Linked DNA regions of Mus musculus: region 2 is linked to region 1. Evidence: chromatin contacts called from public Hi-C data. All regions are on one chromosome and are shown on one strand. The core of a region is the stretch at or near the end of the contact, and the rest is flanking DNA. Distances in the headings are between cores, read along the strand shown.

What was found. Hi-C and Micro-C count contacts between places; a contact is called where the count stands out from the background.
Region 2: a Hi-C map of uterus shows a contact between it and region 1, with 3 times the contacts expected there. The contact joins two enhancer-like sites. A contact is called at or near these places in 6 of 484 Hi-C or Micro-C datasets (the C2C12 cell line, adipose-derived mesenchymal stem cells, nephron progenitors and 2 more) and 3 of 115 datasets of contacts at active chromatin or transcription factors (extraembryonic endoderm stem cells, fibro-adipogenic progenitors and trophoblast stem cells).

What each region holds. Positions count from the first base shown.
Region 1 is chr1:71,806,420-71,810,304 of GRCm38.p6, forward strand. No RefSeq gene overlaps it. Among named protein-coding and RNA genes, the nearest start is that of Gm30308, 5.2 kb to the right of the region's middle. Within about 2 kb of position 1,397, at least 36 of the 459 cell types and tissues checked have an H3K27ac peak or open chromatin away from gene starts, as enhancers often do. A contact at or near this core is called in the C2C12 cell line and uterus, where this site is marked.
Region 2 is chr1:72,074,079-72,078,163 of GRCm38.p6, forward strand. No RefSeq gene overlaps it. Among named protein-coding and RNA genes, the nearest start is that of Gm4319, 48 kb to the right of the region's middle. Within about 2 kb of position 2,248, at least 26 of the 459 cell types and tissues checked have an H3K27ac peak or open chromatin away from gene starts, as enhancers often do. A contact at or near this core is called in the C2C12 cell line and uterus, where this site is marked.

The DNA.
Region 1 (3,885 bases), core at 147-2,646:
AAGTATACTGTCTCATTTTTATCACTTAAAGTGCTCATCTGTGCTTTATTTTTTATACAATACTCACTCTAAGTTGTAGATATCACTGATACAGCAGTGGATAAAATAATACCCTTATCTATGTGGAGTCTAAGCTTAAGTTTTTTTATAATTAGGAATAAGTTCTACATTTCCATGTTTATGTATGCAATATGCATGTGTATGATTGTTTGCATGTATGTGGGCACACACGTGTGTGGGTGCACATGTGTTTGTTTGCACTTGGGAGTTGATGTCTGGAGTCACACTCCATTGCTCTTCAGCCTGATTCTTTGAGACAGGGTGGTCAATCATATAATATACAAGGAAACTCATTATCACTTTCATTTTAGCCTTTTTATTTATTATCATTCTATAATAGCTTTTGTCCTATTTGCAAATAAGCAGATGGGTTCTTCCAGTGGTGATGTCCCTCCTACGCAGAGAATCGCATACCGAGAACAGGAAGCAGGCAGGATGAACACATGAAACACACATGGTACTCATGACAAGTTTACAGTTTTCCCTCTGTCTGTTCTGTCTAACTGTTTCTCCCTTCCCATAAAATGCTGGCTCACCATTTTTGCTACTTAATTTGTGAGGGATTTGAATGTAAATGTGAACGCCACAGTCTCAGGAATCCCCATGGCTTTGTAAGAGTTTGGCTTGGAAAAGGCTTCTTTGACTTGGGTAAGGTTTCCTTTTCTCTCCTCCCCCTAGATTCTGCTGGTGACAGCCTTATAGATTTTAGTTAGCCAGAAAGACAGCATTCACTGCACGTTTAAACTTTAATCTCATAGAACTACAGTGTTCCTTTCATCGTTGCTCAGTTCTGCATTCTCTCCTGCTAAAAGGAATGTTGCTTTAATATTGAGATTTGCCAGAATGTTACTCTGTAGAGCAGTGTGGCGTCTTCAATCCTACAGAAGTCAAAGGAATAATTTTCAGGCTACTTATATATGTATTGCAAGGCTATTCATATTCTTAGTTCTATGAAATAATATCCTCACTCAGTTTGCAGCAATTCTTATCAGGAGAATTGTAAGAAACAACCTTTATTTCTGTAGCATTTTATTTCAAAATTGACCTCATGGCTTGTGGCCATCTCGTTTCCTGTAAGCATAGCTCAGGAATTTATTTTTAATAAAAGATCTATTTAATTTTGAGTTAAGAAACTCAAATGTTTCCCCCAAAGCCTACTGACCACAGTCTAAAACTATGAAATGTTCTTCAGAGGGCTTTGGGTGTGGATAAAGAGACACACTTTTGTAATTTTCAGTATGTCATCATCAAACAATGTTTACAAAACTCAGCACTCTGGGGATGTGTGCAGGCGTTAGCAAGCAGATGTTGGCAGTCAAGGAAAACTTACAATTGCTGCCCGAAAAAAAAATTCCCTGCTGCCTATCAGTTACATGCAAGATTGTCAAGCGCTCCCCTTGGCGTGGGTGATATGCCTGGTTTGTAAGACAGTTGATCCAAAACCAAATTTGAAAACTGTGGAAAGAAAAACCCTCTATAAATTGTCATACAAGAATCACTTGTCTCTTTTTATGACTTAAAAAAAAAAGTGTTTTAGTTGAAAAAATTCTAGCTGGGAGTAGTCTAACAAGACTATTGAAAACAATTGTCCTAAGTTTAGTTTTGCATAATGTTTTAAAGTAGATCAAGACCACCCCCACTCTGGCCCCTGACCCAGTTCTCATGTTGTTCCATTGTTGAAAACACCTAGCTACTCCACAAACATGGTTAATCTCCATTTCTGAGAAGTGACAAATCTTTTCAGTGGAAATGAATGAAACAGGTCAACATATTGATTTTTACAGAGTAAATCTTTCTCTTCCCGATAAAGACTGGGGAGGAAGGGAAGTTTCTTCAGGAAGATTCAGGGAGAGCTACCAGACTCACTTTAAGAAAATTTTAAATATAACCTTTCTGTGACATTAAAATACATGTTATTTTATGGCATTGCCTTTGAACAGTCCAAACAGAATGTGTTCCATCAAAATGGTGACAACCAGAGAGTATTTTCATTTCCAAAACAGTTTTGTTTTTGTTGTTGTTGTTGTTGATGATAAAACCTTAATTTATTTTTCTGGGTCCTTTATTTACACATGACAAAATCCCCATACATCTTGAAATTCGGTTTCAAATTTTGATAGAAGATCACACTATACTGAAAGACATGGCTATTTTCAGTGGTAAGGTTTATATTAAAAGGCAACTGTTCAATTTAGGATGCTAATTGGCCTCTTTTTTTTTTAAATGTAGTTCATATAGTTCCTACTTTAAAAAATATAAATTAACAAAGTGTAAAAGTGGGAGTGCTCAGTAGGAGCACTTCCTGTGCACACAGGAAGACCTGAGTCTGAATCCCAACCATGTACCTAAAAAGCCAGTCATGGCCACATACACTTGTAGCCATAACACCACCCGAGGTGGGGAGAAGCCTGATTGGGCTTGCTGGCTTCCTAGTTTAGTAAAAGATCCTGTCCTATACTAATGATAGGGTAGTATAGTGGATGGATGTCTTCCTCTATCCTCAGTATGTGTGCACACCTGCACACCAACACAGCTATATCACATGCACACACACACACACACACACACACACACACACACACACACACACACCATGTTGTCAAAGTTAAAGAGGAGAGAATAGCAAGTAATTCTGGAACTTACTAAATACAGAGAGGAAAAAATATTTACCTTATCTTTCTCACTCACATCTTACTTTAGGATAACAGAAGAGTTAGTAAGTCAAATAATTAGAACCCCAACCAATAAATGCAAAGCATTATGTAAAAGGAGAATTTTATAAAGGATGAGTCAAGCTGACACTTAAGTGCCAGCAAGTGAGTCTCAAGGTAGGACAATCAGATATTCTGTCACCCTGATGTAACCCAACAGAAAGTGATTAGTACAATGTATAAAATCCATGTGTACCTGATTAAGTCACTAGAGCCAATTCCCAGCACACTCAAAAGTGAGGCAGGGGTGTATTAAACGACTCCATGGGAGCACAGATAGCCATGGGGAAAATCCTCCAGGGTCACAGGTTACTTTTTAAATAGATAGTATTGTCCAGGTAAATTAAAATGAAAACTAGTACACACTAGCAGGAAAAGCAACTAAAGACTTACAAGTGGCCTTAATCTCACTCAATAAAGTAGGATGAGGCGAAGTGCTTGAGATAAACGCCTTCAAATGGCTATGGGCTTAGCATTTCTTCTAGGCTCCACCACACAGTTACCTGGCAGCTGCCAGGTATGCCTGACTCAGTGTAAAAGGGGCTGCTTGCCCACCTCCTCACTCTCCCCTGTATCTCTCTATGTTGCTCATGGCCAGCCCCTCCTCCCCCCTCCCTCCCTCCCTCCCTCCCTCCCTCCCTCCCTCCTTCCCTTTCTCTATTACATCCTCAATTCCCCATTCCCATAATAAACTCTATTCTATACTATACTGTCCTGTGGCTGGTCCCTCAGGGGGAAAGGATGCATCATCATGGGCCCGCAGAGGCACCCCCTTCCCCCGCATCATACCACACCTCTACCAAACACATCCCTGGCTTCCTTTTCTTTTTTAATAAAACACAACAAGAGGTTTCAGACTGTGTTTAGACGGTGCAATACAGTAGGTTAGTTGAAGCACGCAGTGGAAGAAAGCTGCATGCCTTGTGGCAACCCGGAAGCAGAGAGAGTACCCTAATTTTCATACAGCCACCCCTGCTCCAAACTCATTAACCTTATCTATCGATAAATGGTTTAACCCATCAATTATGTCAGAGTTCTTAATCACTTCCCAAATGCCTCACGCTCAATACTGCTGTACTCGGGATCAAGCCCTTAATATGTGCATTTGGGGGAT
Region 2 (4,085 bases), core at 998-3,497, 270 kb after region 1:
CTAGTCACTGGTTCCCTCTGAAATCTCCCTCAGGATAGCTAGTGCCCTCCCAGAGATGTTGCTGAAAACTCCACAGTTTTATCTGGTAAAGCAAATTATTAGAGGTCTTACAGCTGAAATAATCTCAACCTATCCTCAAAGATTAAATGGATAAGCAGCCGGCTTGCTGGCGTGGAATCCATAGCGGAATGTGAGTCCCTAGTGGTACTTTTGGTAGGCAGAACTGGTATTGCCAGATGAACCGAACAGGTTGAGGCCCACTGGACCCCACTGACGTTCATCAGACTCCAGGAAAGGTGTTGGTTGGTGTAGATAGCAGGACAGTGGCCATGGAAGTCAGAATCTGCTAAGGAGTTTATAACAACTCACCTGCTGAATCACGTAGCCCTGAAAATGGATTTCACTGGAGTGTCTGGCCCATCCAGCTGTCAGTTTGGGAGCAGTTTGGGAGCAGTTTGGGAGCAAACGCTCACTGCTTCTGGATCCCACAGAAGCTATGCTTTGATGAGTAGGAGGATCTGTGCAGTGAAGCCTTGAAGCCTAGGACACGGGGCCAGGTGGAGCCATTGCAGGTGCAGATCACAGTCGGTAGAGCATGAGACTGTTGATCTCAGAGTTGTTGGTTTATGCCCCACGTTCAGGGCCAACTGTGGCTCTCCGCAATCTCGTGGATGGTAGGCCAATAAGGTCCGTGAGAGCCATGGGAACAGAGACAATGAGAGGAGTGGCTGGTGCTAGAAGCCCTGTGAGTACTTACAGTGAATAATCACACTGGGACCAGCTATCAGGAGGCAGATCAACTTTACTTAGGGTGATTCAAGGCTTGTTTATAAAGTTTTGGGAGACTGATGGTAGGAACATCCAAGATGGGCAAAGATCATTGGTTAGCTTTAGGCTTGGGGATCCAAAATGCCTCAGTAGCATAGGAAGCATTTCAGGAATCTCAGGTGCTAGCTGAACAGGGTTCTTTCTGGAGAAAGAAGATTGATTCTACAATCTAGCCGAGGCTACCTGACATTCCTTAGGTAGAGGCACGTGTGAGGGCTTAGAACTCCCCCAGACAAAGTCAGAGAAGGAGAAGCCCCACTAATGAAAGGAATGTCCCTTATTGTGCCAAGCCCAGAGGCTGTCTGGTCATGATGGACTTTGACCTTAATTAGCAGTTTTCCCACTCTTGGATATGACATCCTTACAGATTCTACCCACCCAGAACCACTTCTTTCCTTTTTGAAGTGCACAGTGTACCAGAGCTCTGTAAAAGCCGGGCAGTGGTGGCGCTCGCCTTTAATCCCAGCACTTGGGAGGCAGAAGCAGGCAGATTTCTGAGTTCAGGGCCAGCCTGGTCTACAGAGTGAGTTCCAGGACAGTCAGGGCTACACAGAGAAGCTCTGTCTCAAAAAAAAAAAAAAAGCTCTGTAGAGAAGGTATATGTGCTATTTAACAATACTTAGCCCATAGAACTAGCAAACAGCAACAGTAGATGGTACAGTGAAATGCTAATTAGCTACCAGGGTTTGGTTGAATATAACTTTGTGACACATTGTTCAAAATATGGATAATTTTGAACATAAGCCTAAGAAGGTAGAACAGATGAGTCACAGCAATACAGTCACCACCGTCTAGATAAAAATCTCTCAAACATGAGGTCTTCAGAGAAAAAATAATGACATAAGGTTTGGGTGGCAGGAAGTTGATGGTTGTTCTGACCGAATATTTCACCTCAAGACACTGATTCTAGAGTCTAATGTCAAGTGGCAACTAATGAGTGGACTGTCCAAGAGCTCCGCACACATCCTCATCCTCTGAAAGGCCGAGGAGTGGCTTTGTTTTGTTTTCTCTTTTCTTTGGCTAAAAACAGCATGGGTGCCTGAGTTCTTCCTTTCTTGCCCTAAGATAATTACCACATCCCAGAGTTAGCACTACTGGAGTGTAGACTCTCAAGTGATAGACCAAGAGTAACATTGATGAGTAGCCAAGTCATACAAAAACTGGTCCTGCAGAACTTTTGGGTCTGGTGCCCCTGGTCGATACTTTCCTCAGCACAAAAGACAAGTGCCTGGAACCAACTGGCTTGGATTTCCTGCAGCTTCCCATTGTCATGGTGAGAGCAGACTTGCAGATTTATTGCAGGCTGATGATAAATGAAATCATTATTTGGTCATCACTTCAAACCAACATACAGCTCACTTATTTTTTTCACCACTCATAAAAGTCCCTTGACACAGTTTCCTCCCTTTTCGAGCAACCATTATCTGCACTATAAATAAAGGGCTCAATAGTAAATTCTTCAGCAGTAAAGGTAGTCTCCCTGACTATGCATCATTTAATGATAGCATTTGTTTGAGGGTTCTGTGCAGTTGGAGAAACGCCTTTATTTGTAAATAGCTGCTTAGCAACAGCCTTTGTATACTCTCATGGCTCCCTCAGAGCCCCAACCTATCACTTGGTTCTGGGAGTCCTTAAATTCCTTGGGGCTTATTGAAGAATTCTCAACACAGGGACACACCAGAAGAAAACATGCAAGAAAGCTGAATCACTGCAATTCACTAAGCAAAAGAGGAATTCAATAAAGCAAAATGCTCCCTTCATGGAACTGAGGTGACATTGGAAAAAAAATGAAATTAGAATCTGGAGACATGAGGGACAGTTTGCTCATCCACTAGCAAGTCAGGGCAGGGGTGGAAGACTTGGGGGTGTGGAAAGGGATCAGAACTTTGGTCTCTGTTTGTCACAGGAAACACCTGGCATCTGGGAGCCAAAAATCAATCCAAAGGTTGTATCAATTGTAGAAAAGAATCATAATTACAAGTCTCCTTGGGAGGCTTTTCATTCCCATCATGGGGTGGGGAAAAGCATAGGAAAGGAAGCACAGTTTCCAGTGAGTTTGTGATATTTTATGACAGAACCAGACCAAAAATAGGAAAAGTCTGATTTCTCTTTTAGAAAATCAATCTCTCTCTCTCTCTCTCTCTCTCTCTGTGTGTGTGTGTGTGTGTGTGTGTGTGTGTGTTTCTGTCTCTGTCTCTCTGTCTCTGTCTTTCTGTCTCTATCTCTCTGTCTCTCTGACTCTGTCTCTCTGTATCTCTCTGACTGTCTCTGTCTCTCTCTTCTCTCTCTGTCTCTCTCTGTCTCTGTCTTTCTGTCTCTATCTCTCTGTCTCTCTGACTCTGTCTCTCTGTATCTCTCTGACTGTCTCTCCTCTCTCTCTCTCTCTCTCTCTCTCTCTCTCTCTCTCTCTCTCTCTCTCTCTCCTTCCTCCTCCTCTTCCTCCTCCCAAGCATTTTATAGCCCAAGCTGGCCTGGAACCCACTATGTAGTCCACTCTGTCACTCTGTCCTCATACTCAAAACAATCCTCCTGCACCAGCTTTGCAGGTGCTAGGATTACAGACATGAGCCTTTACACCTGACTGTTTCCTATCTTGGTTATCTGTATGCTAGGCTCTCTACAGAAAGGGAGAATGGGTCAAAGGTCACCTTCCACCTTGAGAATCTCTTATTAACTCACTGGCATTGCCTGTGGCCATGAGTTCAACAGTAGCTCTCCTTCTACTGTATACACTCTTGAGCTTGGAGAATGAAAGAAAAAAATTAGGAATGAAAGAAAATAGGAAAATAAAATATTACATAAAAGCAAAACAGAATATATTTTAGCCAAACTCCAAAAGGACCTTTTCCACGATCTACCAGGGTTAGGTCTGCGTGGCCAGTGCAATGTGACAGAAGATGCCATGTCCCATTTAAATCAACTTCTAAATGACATAACAATGTGTGTCTTAGCTGCCTTCTTATTCTCTGTCTCCCGAAGGCTACTCAGCAAGGGATAGGCTGGCTATCTACCTTGACAGTCACTTGGCCCTGCGGAAAATTCACGTAGCAAGGAACAGAGGCTTCCAACTGTACATAAGCCTTCTTGGAAGTAGGTAGATCCTACAGCCGCAGACAGACTTCAGATGATACAACCCAGACCTTGAAGTTGAGCCATCCAGCTAAACAATGCTGGATCCAAGACCCTCAGAAAAAGTGAAGGTATAAATATTGCTGTTTTGATCCATTCACTATTTGGGATGGCTTGTTATATAACAA